Regions from separate parts of the Macaca mulatta genome. Here region 2 is linked to region 1. A link is a contact called in public Hi-C data. All regions are on one chromosome and are shown on one strand. Each heading gives the region's core, a stretch centred on a gene start, on an enhancer-like site or on the middle of the called end of the contact. The rest is flanking DNA. Distances are from core to core; before and after follow the strand shown. Region 1 holds the start of TCF7L2 (transcription factor 7 like 2). Region 2 overlaps TCF7L2 (transcription factor 7 like 2).

Region 1 (5,291 bases), core at 2,045-4,544:
GAAGAGGTGACCCTACTCACTTAAGCTTTAAGGTATCAACATGTATCCATAGAGATGTAATCAAGGGAGGGCTGAAGGAGAGGAGAAAACAGAAGAGAAGCAGCAGAAGGGCAGTGGATGAAGAGGGCGAGGTCAAAGTCAGGGAGGCCTAGGAACAGCTACTTACAGTTCGGAACCTGGACTGGTGCCAGGAATGGACTCCAAGGGGCGAGGGCCCAGTTTCTCCCTGCCCTCCCCCCAAAATATGCAGAGACCAAACTGGACTCCAAGGGATGAGGGCACAGCCTCTCCTCCATTCCACCCATTTCCCAACATGCAGAGCCCATGGTGGCAAAATCCCCTGGCTCAGGCTAAAGTCAGAACTGGTCTGGTTTCCTGTGTTTTTCGAATCTCTGCCATTTGGGCAGAACTCTTGGTCCTATAAACCAGGAGTCATCAGTATCCACAGAGAAGTTGCCTCAGCACTTGGACCCAAGTCAACTGTGTTTAAAATTTCACACCAAATCTATAAATTACACATCCACATTGTGGGCCAGCCTACCTTTTTTTCAAATAGTATTCAAGGTATTTTTCAATACCTTGCTGCTTGGGTACTGCAGTGCCAATTCTGCCATTCCCTCCCCCTCCTCAATTCAGGCATCACCTGAGGGACTTGCAGAGCATCAGGGATCTCGCCCCTCTGAAATCTTGCTGGTCTACTCAAGCCTTTGTATGGCACCAAGTAACGAAATTAAATGTGGGACATGCACTATCACAGAATAACTTTTTAATTGCTTGATTAAATCAGAGATTTAAGGAAGGAAAGACTCAAAAGAGTTCCCTTTGAATGAGAAAAATAAGGATATGCCAAAATGGATAAAGTTACTAATCATCGGAACAAAGCCCTTAGTATTTACATATGATAAAAATGCAGGCCAGTATAGTAAAATCAGTAAGTACATTCTTTAAAATTTCAGTTCAGTATATTCCAGAGATTACATTATACAGGTAGTACTATAAAGGACATAGAAGACCTCATTACCCAACTTAATTCAGACGAGGGTTTCATTAAAATAGCAAAACGAAACAAAAAACTACCACACAGGACAAAGAAATTGCCATAAAATTGAGTTCCTATAAATGTGTTCCAGTTTAAGTAAGTCAGTCCCTAAAATGAGCCTTAGGAAAGTCTACGCTGCATAAAGACAGACTTGGGCACATCAAGAATACAGGTGACAATTAGCAAGTGTGTAAAGCTTGGTCATTTCACTAAATGTGTCAATCTAAAGGTAACCAAGTAAAAGACCTAAAAAAGGAAACTGTTAAATCCATTTGTACATGGATTTTTGACAGTGAAGCATTTCATTCTTCATGTTTTCACTTGGTGTCTTGAAATAATCCCCTTTCTGTCTCCACTCTCCCTCTTAGACACTGCGCCCGCCTTATTTATTTATGAAGTCTGAAGGTTAGTCCTACCTGCTGAGACTAATTAGCCCTGTGCTTTGTATCCTATGCAATCCTGTCTGATTAAATGTACACATTTGTTTTACTTCTTTTCAGGCTCCTTCTCACTCTACTTCTGATATTCTGATTAATATGAAAGTTGGGAGTTACAGTGATTCTTCTCTGCCTGCCCCCCAACCCATTTTCATTTTGCCTGCATATTCTTTAGTGTGCAAATGTGGTTGTGAATTTTTTCCAGTGCAGGGGAATTCGTTGGCCTTGTCAATCTCGGTATCATTATTTTTAGTAGTCTTCTTTCTGAGCCTTTAGCCTATAAAACAGTTTTGCTGGCACCCCAAACTCTCTAAATATTACATGGCAAATTTGCTTTCTTTTGGAAACCTTGGTGCTGATGGGCCAGCTGAAGTGCAGGTGAGCTTTTTCAGGGAAGGGTGGGATAACAGTACATCCTGGACTTAGACTAATACTGCTCCTAAGAGGCAATTTGCTAAATCCTACTGATTTATTTATTTTCTTTTTTCTCTTTTTCATGTTGCAGTGTCCAGTCTACTTCTTACTGGATATTTGCAAAAATGAATCTTCTTGCTGTATCACCCAGGCACATTGTGTTTTGGGAGGTGGGCCTTTCCTCTTTAACATAATTCCATTCCCCATTTTGTAGCAAATCAGTCTGCTCCTCCTCTAATACCTGAAAGTCAACAAATACCTGCCTCAAGCCCCAGGTTTCCCATCTTCTCCCAGAGGTCTTCTAGCATTGGTTTGGTTAGCAATTTCCTGCCAGAGCCACCTACATCTTGATTATTTTGGTCAGTCTTTCGGGGATTTCATTTCAGACCCCCTTCGAGAAACACTGTAGCCCAACTGATCCCAGGGGCTGGTGAACTTTCGGTTTTATTTTCCCTGACGGTGTTAACGCCCAAACTTTTCACCTCCGAAGTCAAAAAGGACTTTGACTCTAGCTCATTTCCTACTACCTCCAACGTCAGTTTAAAAAAAAAAAAAAAAAAAGCAAAACACCACTCTACATTTAAAAGAATCATATATTATTCCTTCAGGGTACTTTTAATGTTTCTGACATTTAATATTTGTTTTTTGCATAAAAAGTCATTTCGGCATATTCATCCTAGTGGGACTTAACATTTCATGAAATGATCCACTACTAATAAACAAAAAAGGGAGGAGGGAGGCCTCATGGGTTAATAGTTTCTTTCATTGTAGATGACCAGGAACTTTGACCAGCCCCTTCACTTCCCCAAGCTCTCTGAAAGTGGAGGGTTGATCTTTCCTTTTGACCACTTCTGTTCATCCCGCCCAAGTGTGGCTGATTTCACTGCTGAATTAACCACCAAGCACCCCCCCACCCCCGCCCCCAGCCACCACTTTCTCACAATACTACCCTTCCTTTTCCCCCTCCCTTAAGATTTATTTCTAATATTTCTAAAGTGCACTTTTTTGGGCCTCTCCCCATCCCCGCCCCCCAAGTGGGCTTTCCTTCCGCCTTCCTCGGCTCGGATTCCTGACTTGGTCGCCACCCCCTTCTCCTCCTCTCCCACCCCGCATTGTCTTTCTGAAACCGCCCCCACCCGGAGCGAGTCCCTGCACCCTCGCCCAGAATCCCGGGCTCGCACACACTCCGCGCAGGCCGCTCCCCCTGCACACTCCTCCCTCCGTCTCCCCCCGGCTTCCCCGCCCCTCTCCTCCTCCTCCTCTCCCTCCTCCCTCTCCCGGCGCCCGAAAGGATCATTGTTAGCCGCCCCCGCCCCGCCCACCCCGGCTGTTTATTTATGCACACGTCACCGGGCCGGCCCCGCCCTCCGGCATCTCATTAAGGCAGTGTGTTCCTCTCGCCCTGTCAATAATCTCCGCTCCCAGACTACTCCGTTCCTCCGGATTTCGATCCCCCTTTTTCTATCTGTCAATCAGCGCCGCCTTTGAACTGAAAAGCTCTCAGTCTAACTTCAACTCACTCAAATCCGAGCGGCACGAGCACCTCCTGTATCTTCGGCTTCCCCCCCCTTTGCTCTTTATATCTGACTTCTTGTTGTTGTTGTTTTTTTTTTTTTTTTACCCCCCTTTTTTATTTATTATTTTTTGCACATTGATCGGATCCTTGGGAACGAGAGAAAAAAGAAACCCAAACTCACGCGTGCAGAAGATCTCCCCCCCCTTCCCCTCCCCTCCTCCCTCTTTTCCCCTCCCCAGGAGAAAAAGACCCCCAAGCAGAAAAAAAGTTCACCTTGGACTCGTCTTTTTCTTGCAATATTTTTTTTGGGGGGCAAAACTTTTTGGGGGTGATTTTTTTTTTTTGGCTTTTCTTCCTCCTTCATTTTTCTTCCAAAATTGCTGCTGGTGGGTGAAAAAAAATGCCGCAGCTGAACGGCGGTGGAGGGGATGACCTAGGCGCCAACGACGAACTGATTTCCTTCAAAGACGAGGGCGAACAGGAGGAGAAGAGCTCCGAAAACTCCTCGGCAGAGAGGGATTTAGCTGATGTCAAATCGTCTCTAGTCAATGAATCAGAAACGAATCAAAACAGCTCCTCCGATTCCGAGGTAAGAAAAGCCCCTCGGGCTGGTGGGGTTTTTTATCTGTTTCCTGGGCTTGGCAAATGTTGCTGAAAGGGGAGAAATCGGGGCTGGGGGCGGCGGCGGGGCCCGGCGGGCGGCGTGTGCGTGCGATGCCACCATTGCAAAAACTTGTAACCCTGTTTTTTCTACCCCCCCCCGACCTCGCCGATTCTTTTTCTCCCTCTTCTCCCCCTTCTGCGTGGCGTTTGCCCCTCGCCCTCCCCACCTCCACCCCTCCGGGAAGGCGGAAAGACGGCCTCCGCCTCGCTCCGAAAGTTTCCGAGATAAATCCCGGGAAAGTTTGGAAGAAGGTGAGTACGCCCCGCGCGCCCCGCAGCCGCCCGGAGCCGCCCCCCGGGCCGGCCGCCCCGCGCGCCCCGGCCCCGCGCCCGGCTCGGCCCGGCCCTGCGCCGGCCCGGCCGGGGCGCCCAGCCCCTCGGGGCACTTTCTAAAAAGTTTCTCCTCGCTCTCTCCCGCTCCGCGCGGCCGCCGCCGTCCCCTCGCCGCCCCGCCATGTTAGCGGCCAAGAGGCAAGATGGAGGGCTCTTTAAGGGGCCACCGTATCCCGGCTACCCCTTCATCATGATCCCCGACCTGACGAGCCCCTACCTCCCCAACGGATCGCTCTCGCCCACCGCCCGAACCGTAAGTGCCTCCGCGCCCGGCCCCCGCCCGCTGCCCGCCCGCCCGCGCCGCCCGCCGGGCCCCGCATGCGGCCCCTGCCCTGCCCCCTCCCCGCCTCCCCCTCCCCGCCTCCTCCCCTCCCTCCCTCCCCTCCCCCGCTCGTGGCCCAGGCGGCCCGAAACTCTCCAAACTTTTCTGCCTTTTGTGGACTGGATTTGTTTGCACTTCGCCACGTTCTTGCTTTCAGTTTGCTGCCTCGTGATGTTGGGGAGACCTCTCTGTCCAAGCAGGGCTTTGTTGGTGGGGCGGGGGTGGGAAATCCGAATAACTTTTCTTTTGCGCTCTGGTTCCCCCTCCCCCTTTGGTGGTGGTGTTTGTTTCTTCACCCTGGGAAGATGACTGTGTGGCTCTTTCTTTGCTCTCTCTCCCTCTCTCTCCTTCTCTTCCTTCCCTCTTCTGTGGCGTCTTGGGCTTTCCCCGGTTAACCCCTTGGCTGCCGCTGCGGTCCCCGAGTGACTGTGCTGCGCCCGACGCGCGGGGTAGAGAGTGGGTTTCCTTCAGGCGTTGGACTTGAGAACTGGCTAGCGCGCAGCGCCGGGGGCCCTGGAGAGGCTCCTTGGCTTTCTTTTGGGCGGCTATGTATTTACCTCTCTAGTG
Region 2 (5,291 bases), core at 1,237-3,736, 180 kb after region 1:
CCCTCATGGCTGACCGTAATTTCTTTGCTACTCTTAGCGGCAGCTCTCTCCCTGCTGCCCAAGGTAACGGGTGAGGGAGGGGACTTTGCTGAGGTGCCCTGAGCTGGCTGGGGAACATGGACCTTCCCCCTTCCTTCACAGATTCTGTAGTGGCAAAGATTAGAAAGTAGAAGGAGTTTTTAATTTTTTTTTTTAATTAAATCTGCAACCAGCTGAACTCTAGATGATTAGTGGATTTTTTGTTTTTTATTTTTAAGATTTTTTAAGGGATGTGTGTGCAGGGGGAAGGATTAACAAAATAATTCTAGGCAATATGAGTGACAACTTTGAGCATTTTGAGCCTATTTGGCCAGGAATCTGGGGCCATTTCGATCTTTTTAGATGCTTTTTTTCAGTTCTTTAAGTGAAAGCTTTAAAGGGAGGGGAAGCTGGGAGGAAAAAGAAAAGTGAGAAAAGCAGAAAGGGAGGAGAAAAAAAACTGGCCCAGTCCCATCTCGAAGGTACAGAGAAAGTTTTTTTAGAGGTGGAGAGAGGGAAAACCAAGGCTGTTATGTACCCTAGGGATACAATTTTAGTGGGAATGGAAGATTTGAGTGGTAAGGGAGGCGCAGTAGCCTCCGGGGTCTCTCTGTTCCAGCAGTTGGGCGGTTGGCACCTCAATTTGAATTGCTGGGTGAGTAGTGGGGTGTGTGGTATGTGTATGGGGTGTGCGTATGGGGGGATGTGTGTGTGTTCATGTCCATGCTTATGGTATTGACCATTAAACCTATGCCCGCCCCCCCCCCCCCACAATTTAGATCTTGGGAAGGAAAAAACAAAACAATAAATGGTCAACTCAAGCTATGCCCTTTCTCTGAGTCATTTTCACAGCAGTTTTTTGGGGAGGGGGAGAAAGGGTTAAAAAAAGATGGGGAGGAGAGAAGTCTGACTTTCATCACAGTCCTTACACTTCTATGGTAAGGCAGACCCTGTTCCCCAAGTACGGGTGAGCTGGAATCTGGGAAGGGGTGGTACGGTTTGGAATTTCTTCTAACAAATAATTTTTTTCTTCACCCACCAGGGTGGGCTCCATCGAAAGAGAGAGAAGGAAAACGACATTGCCTCATAGAGGAGCATACTTTAAAAGCTTGAAAGTTTTGAGCGATAAGGCTTTAACAGTAGCAGGCTGTGTAAAGTGTGTATTTTGGTTTCATATTTAATGCTAACTTTCTGTTGCTCTGTCTTTAGTTGTCAATCTCCAGATTTAGATGCCGGCTTTTTAGGGCTATGGTCTTGCTTGTGGTATGTTTTGTAAACTTAATATAAAATGTGTTTTGGAAAAGAGCCTGATGACAGCTCATTGTGCTGTTAATGATTAGGGAGAAGGCCCTTTTGCAATATGAATTTGGGGTTTAGGATCCATTATACTCTCTTCAACTGTGTCTTGATATCTTTTCTTTTAATTATTATTATTATTATTATTATTATTATTTTGTTTTTTGAGATGGAGTTTCACTCTTTTCGCCCAGGCTGGAGTGCAATGGCGAGATCTCGGCTCCTTCGCAACCTTCGCCTCCCGGGTTCAAACAATTCCCCTGCCTCAGCCTCCTGAGTAGCTGGTATCACAAGCATGCACCAACACGCCCAGCTAATTTTTGTATTTTTAGTAGAGAAGGGGGTTTCACCACGTTGGCTAGGCTGGTCTTGAACTTCTGACCTCAGGTGATCTGCCCGTCTCAGTCTCCCAAAGTGTTAGGATTACAGGCGTGAGCCATCGCGCCCAGCTTCAGTGATTATCTTTTGCCACAAGCTGTAAGGGGATTCTCTTGAATTTGGAGGCAATTCCTTAATTACTTTTATTATTACTTTTATTATTTGTGGTGTTATTGTATGACCAAACAGAAATAATCTGCAGTGGTCGATAAGCTCTTCCATCCAATTTTGGGGTGAGAAGGAATGAAATATACCATAATCTTACGTTTATATTTTCAACATCATGAATTAAATTCTGTGTGTCATATTAAAACACAAGATCATAGATAGTTCTCTAGTTGAGCCTAAAATAACGATGGGTGTAAATCTTGGTTTTCCTTTCTAGTTGTGTGCAACTTTTTGGTTCAATCTAGGATTGTGTAAACTGTCAGGAATGGTGGGGAAGAGAGTGGAGGCTGTGTTGCAAATGTGTGCGTTGTGTTACTGCAAATATTACACCCGGTACAGTCTCCCATCTTGAGGTTCTAGACCCTAGTTTTCTCAAATTACCTGTGTTAATAGTGGTCCTGTTGGCTTGGTGGGAGTAAACCACTATTCTTGATGTCTTATGAGAAGGGAGTTCTTTGAAAATGTAAATTCCCAACTCCAATGATACAGATATTATGATCTCTGTATAGTCACAACAGGCTGCTGCATCGGCATTTTCTGGAAGCAGCAGAGCCTGAAACCTTGTATTCTTAGGGAAACCTCCCCTTTGTGGTTTGGGGTTGTTGGGGACCTGGCTGAGCTGTGTAATAGAATTCTTTCCTTCTGCAATATTTTGGAATGTGATGAAATCCTGACATGCCCTCCAGATTACATACTTCTGCACACATTTGAGGATTTTTGAAAAAATTCAACTTTGCCTGGGTCACTCCCTCGTTCCCTAAACTTGCAACACATCAACTGGAGATCGGAGGGACAGCAATTGTGTTTACCCTCTTCGTCCCATGGTGACTCGGCGTCATTTTCATGCGTGTTATTTATTCTGACTGCAGATGCCCGTTAAAGGATGCCCACGTTTGGGATAGTAACAAGGCAGGATAGAACAGAACAATGCAGTTCTGCCTTTGTGTTCGTCTTCCTTTCCGTCGGTCTTTGCTGAATCCCAGGGTTTGGGCATTTGTATTTGTTGAGCCACATGAGTGGAAACGTTCATTCTTCCTCTTGGCTTACCTCCTCTTTTCTGTGGGGAAAATTTACCTGATCAGCGAAGGAAAAAAGCTGTTTCTTGAGCTTTTCTCAGACTCCGTGGAGTAGGCATGATTTTCAAATAAGACTGAGATTGGAAAGTTAGGCACAGGGTATACAAGAAAAACAAAAGAGCTTTTTATGCAGCTGTTCCTTGTAAATAAATTAGAAAGTCGGTGTCAGATTTTGTTCACTATTTCTTTCTTGAATTCCTCAGGATGTAATAACCATTATGCTCTTAAAATTTGCTCTAAATCAAAATTGGTGATTTCCTTTCCATTATATTTAGGAATCTCTAGATTTGGGGTTGTTGTGTTTGGTGGCGAGGGGGTGTTCTGGAAATCATTATTATTTGTTAAAAGTTGTTTTGAATTTGAGCTTTTGGATTTCTTCATTTGGGATAGGTTCGATTTATTTCTGGCTCGGTTTGGAAGATCCGCTCTCCTAGAAACAGCTGTACTCTCTTACCCAATTCCCAAACATTCTCTGCAAATTCGGACACTTAACAAGATTGATTATGTTAACGCTAATCATTTAATACCCAAGTAGTAGAGAAATATTTGGCGGGAGGGTGGAGGTTGCAGATTCCTGGGAAATTACTTAGGGGTGAAGTGACTGGTTCTTCATCCCTGAGACCTGGTGGAGGATTAGGACAGAGGGCCCTGTTGTGCCTGTCGCGCCCCCTCACTGACCTCCAGGTTGAGAATTTTGTGACGCTGCCGGAGGGAGGCAGAGGCAGGCAGGAAGAAAACCCTGGAAACTCGCTGATCAGGGGCGAGCCTGGACCGGGTGGGCTAAGAAGTAAGCTTGCAAGTGTTTTAAAGGTTGGCTAGGGGAGGCACAATGGGATGTTTTCTTTTTAATTGGAAAATAAATGAGAATGAGTGGAAATAAATTATGTTTAATGAACTTAACTGGAAGTAATTGTTCAAGAGCCTGTGAATGCACAGCTTTGCTGGGTCAGGCCTTGGCTGCGGTCTTCACAAAGCCAAGCAGCTGGTGCACATCTTTATTTTCCAGGTTCGAATGTTCCTCTATTCCTCCATCTCAACACCTTCTTTATTTTCCAGATTCGAATGTTCCTCTATTCCTCCATCCCAACACCTCCAGCCCACCCACCACCTCTCACCCCCCAGCCCTTCCATCCTCCTTTCGAGGATTGAGAAAAGGTCTTTAGGAGTTGAACTTGGTCCTCTCGACCCTTCACGTTTGGCAGTCTGTTTGGTGTGTTACCAGCTGGGTGCTTATAATATAGAAAGGGCTACCCCCAAAAAAGGTCAAGGACTTGAAGTGATCGAGTTTGTTCTAGGTATTTGCCTGTGTGTGTGTGAGAATTTGGATGAAAACTGACTGCACGTTTCTCCTCTCCCTGCTTGCTCTGTTCAGTCATTTCCCAGCAAGGAGAATTTTAATGCCTGTGTGAATCCATGAGAAACTATGAGTCGGCAAAATTTCACAGACGGCAGGGAGAATCGTCTCTCTTCCTCCTCTTGCTGTCTAAATGGATTTGATTCCAGAGAGAGAGAGAGAGAGAGAGAGAGAGAAAGAGAAATAAAAGCCAGCCATTGATAATTTACAAAACAAATAAGCAGCACCCTTCCTGGGAGGCTCTCGGGGGTCGGAGATGCTCTGACGCTCTGACTCTGCTCTAACTCTGCAGCCTGCGGGGGTGGGCTCTGCAGCAGCCCAGCCGGAGGATGCAGGCTGTGTGCTGTGGCTGGCAGGGTGGGCTTCGCTTTTCTGCATCTCACAGGCAGATCTCTTTTCTCTTACCACCTTGTTTCTTCAAGTAAAACTCGAACCCTGTGAAACCTTCTGTCTTTTATTTATTATTTCCAACAGGCAGTGCTGTAGCTATCAATAGAAGTCTTGTCCAGGGAAACAATCCACCATTAGCTGGGAGCAAGGCCTTAGACAGAAAGGAGCAACATTCAACTAAGAAAGGACCCCGGCCACGGCGCTGGATGGGTCCTGTCTAGCTGCAAGGGGAGAGGGGCACGGGCCAGGGTAAAATGCTCTGAGGAAGCCCACCCATTTGGGGCCACGGGAGGAAGTCATGACTGCTGTTTTTTTTTCTGTGTATATATAAGAGGTTTGCAGGATGCAAAAGCAAGTGTTGGCCTGCTGGGTTGGGATGGGACTGTCCATGCAGGGCTGGGCCCAGATTGCACTGGCTGTGTCTGTCTCCTGTGACCATCCCATCAGCAGAAATAGTTCCTAACTGCTGGGGGTCATAGGTTGTTGGGGACAGGAGGGTTACCTTGGCTGAGTTGCCAAAGGGTGGTTGATAGATGAGAAACAGTCCTTCCTTCGTTGTGTCCCCAACCTGTCCTCTTCCCCAACTTGCCACAGCTTCAGTGACGTGAAAT

What was found. A called contact is a pair of places that touch in the nucleus more often than the background predicts.
Region 2: a Hi-C map of liver shows a contact between it and region 1, with 4 times the contacts expected there. The contact joins the enhancer-like site here to the promoter of TCF7L2 in region 1. A contact is called at or near these places in 5 of 14 Hi-C or Micro-C datasets (blood, cortical neurons, fetal cortex germinal zone and 2 more).

Annotation. Positions count from the first base shown.
Region 1 is chr9:125,088,561-125,093,851 of T2T-MMU8v2.0, forward strand. TCF7L2 (transcription factor 7 like 2) reads left to right here and starts at 3,295. Exons shown (of 14, transcript XM_077947535.1): 1 at 3,295-3,995; 2 at 4,255-4,321; 3 at 4,531-4,655. The coding sequence starts at 3,807.
Region 2 is chr9:125,273,840-125,279,130 of T2T-MMU8v2.0, forward strand. The region is part of intron 5 of TCF7L2 (transcription factor 7 like 2); the gene reads left to right. Among named protein-coding and RNA genes, the nearest start is that of TCF7L2, 180 kb to the left of the region's middle. Within about 2 kb of position 2,487, at least 1 of the 40 cell types and tissues checked has an H3K27ac peak or open chromatin away from gene starts, as enhancers often do.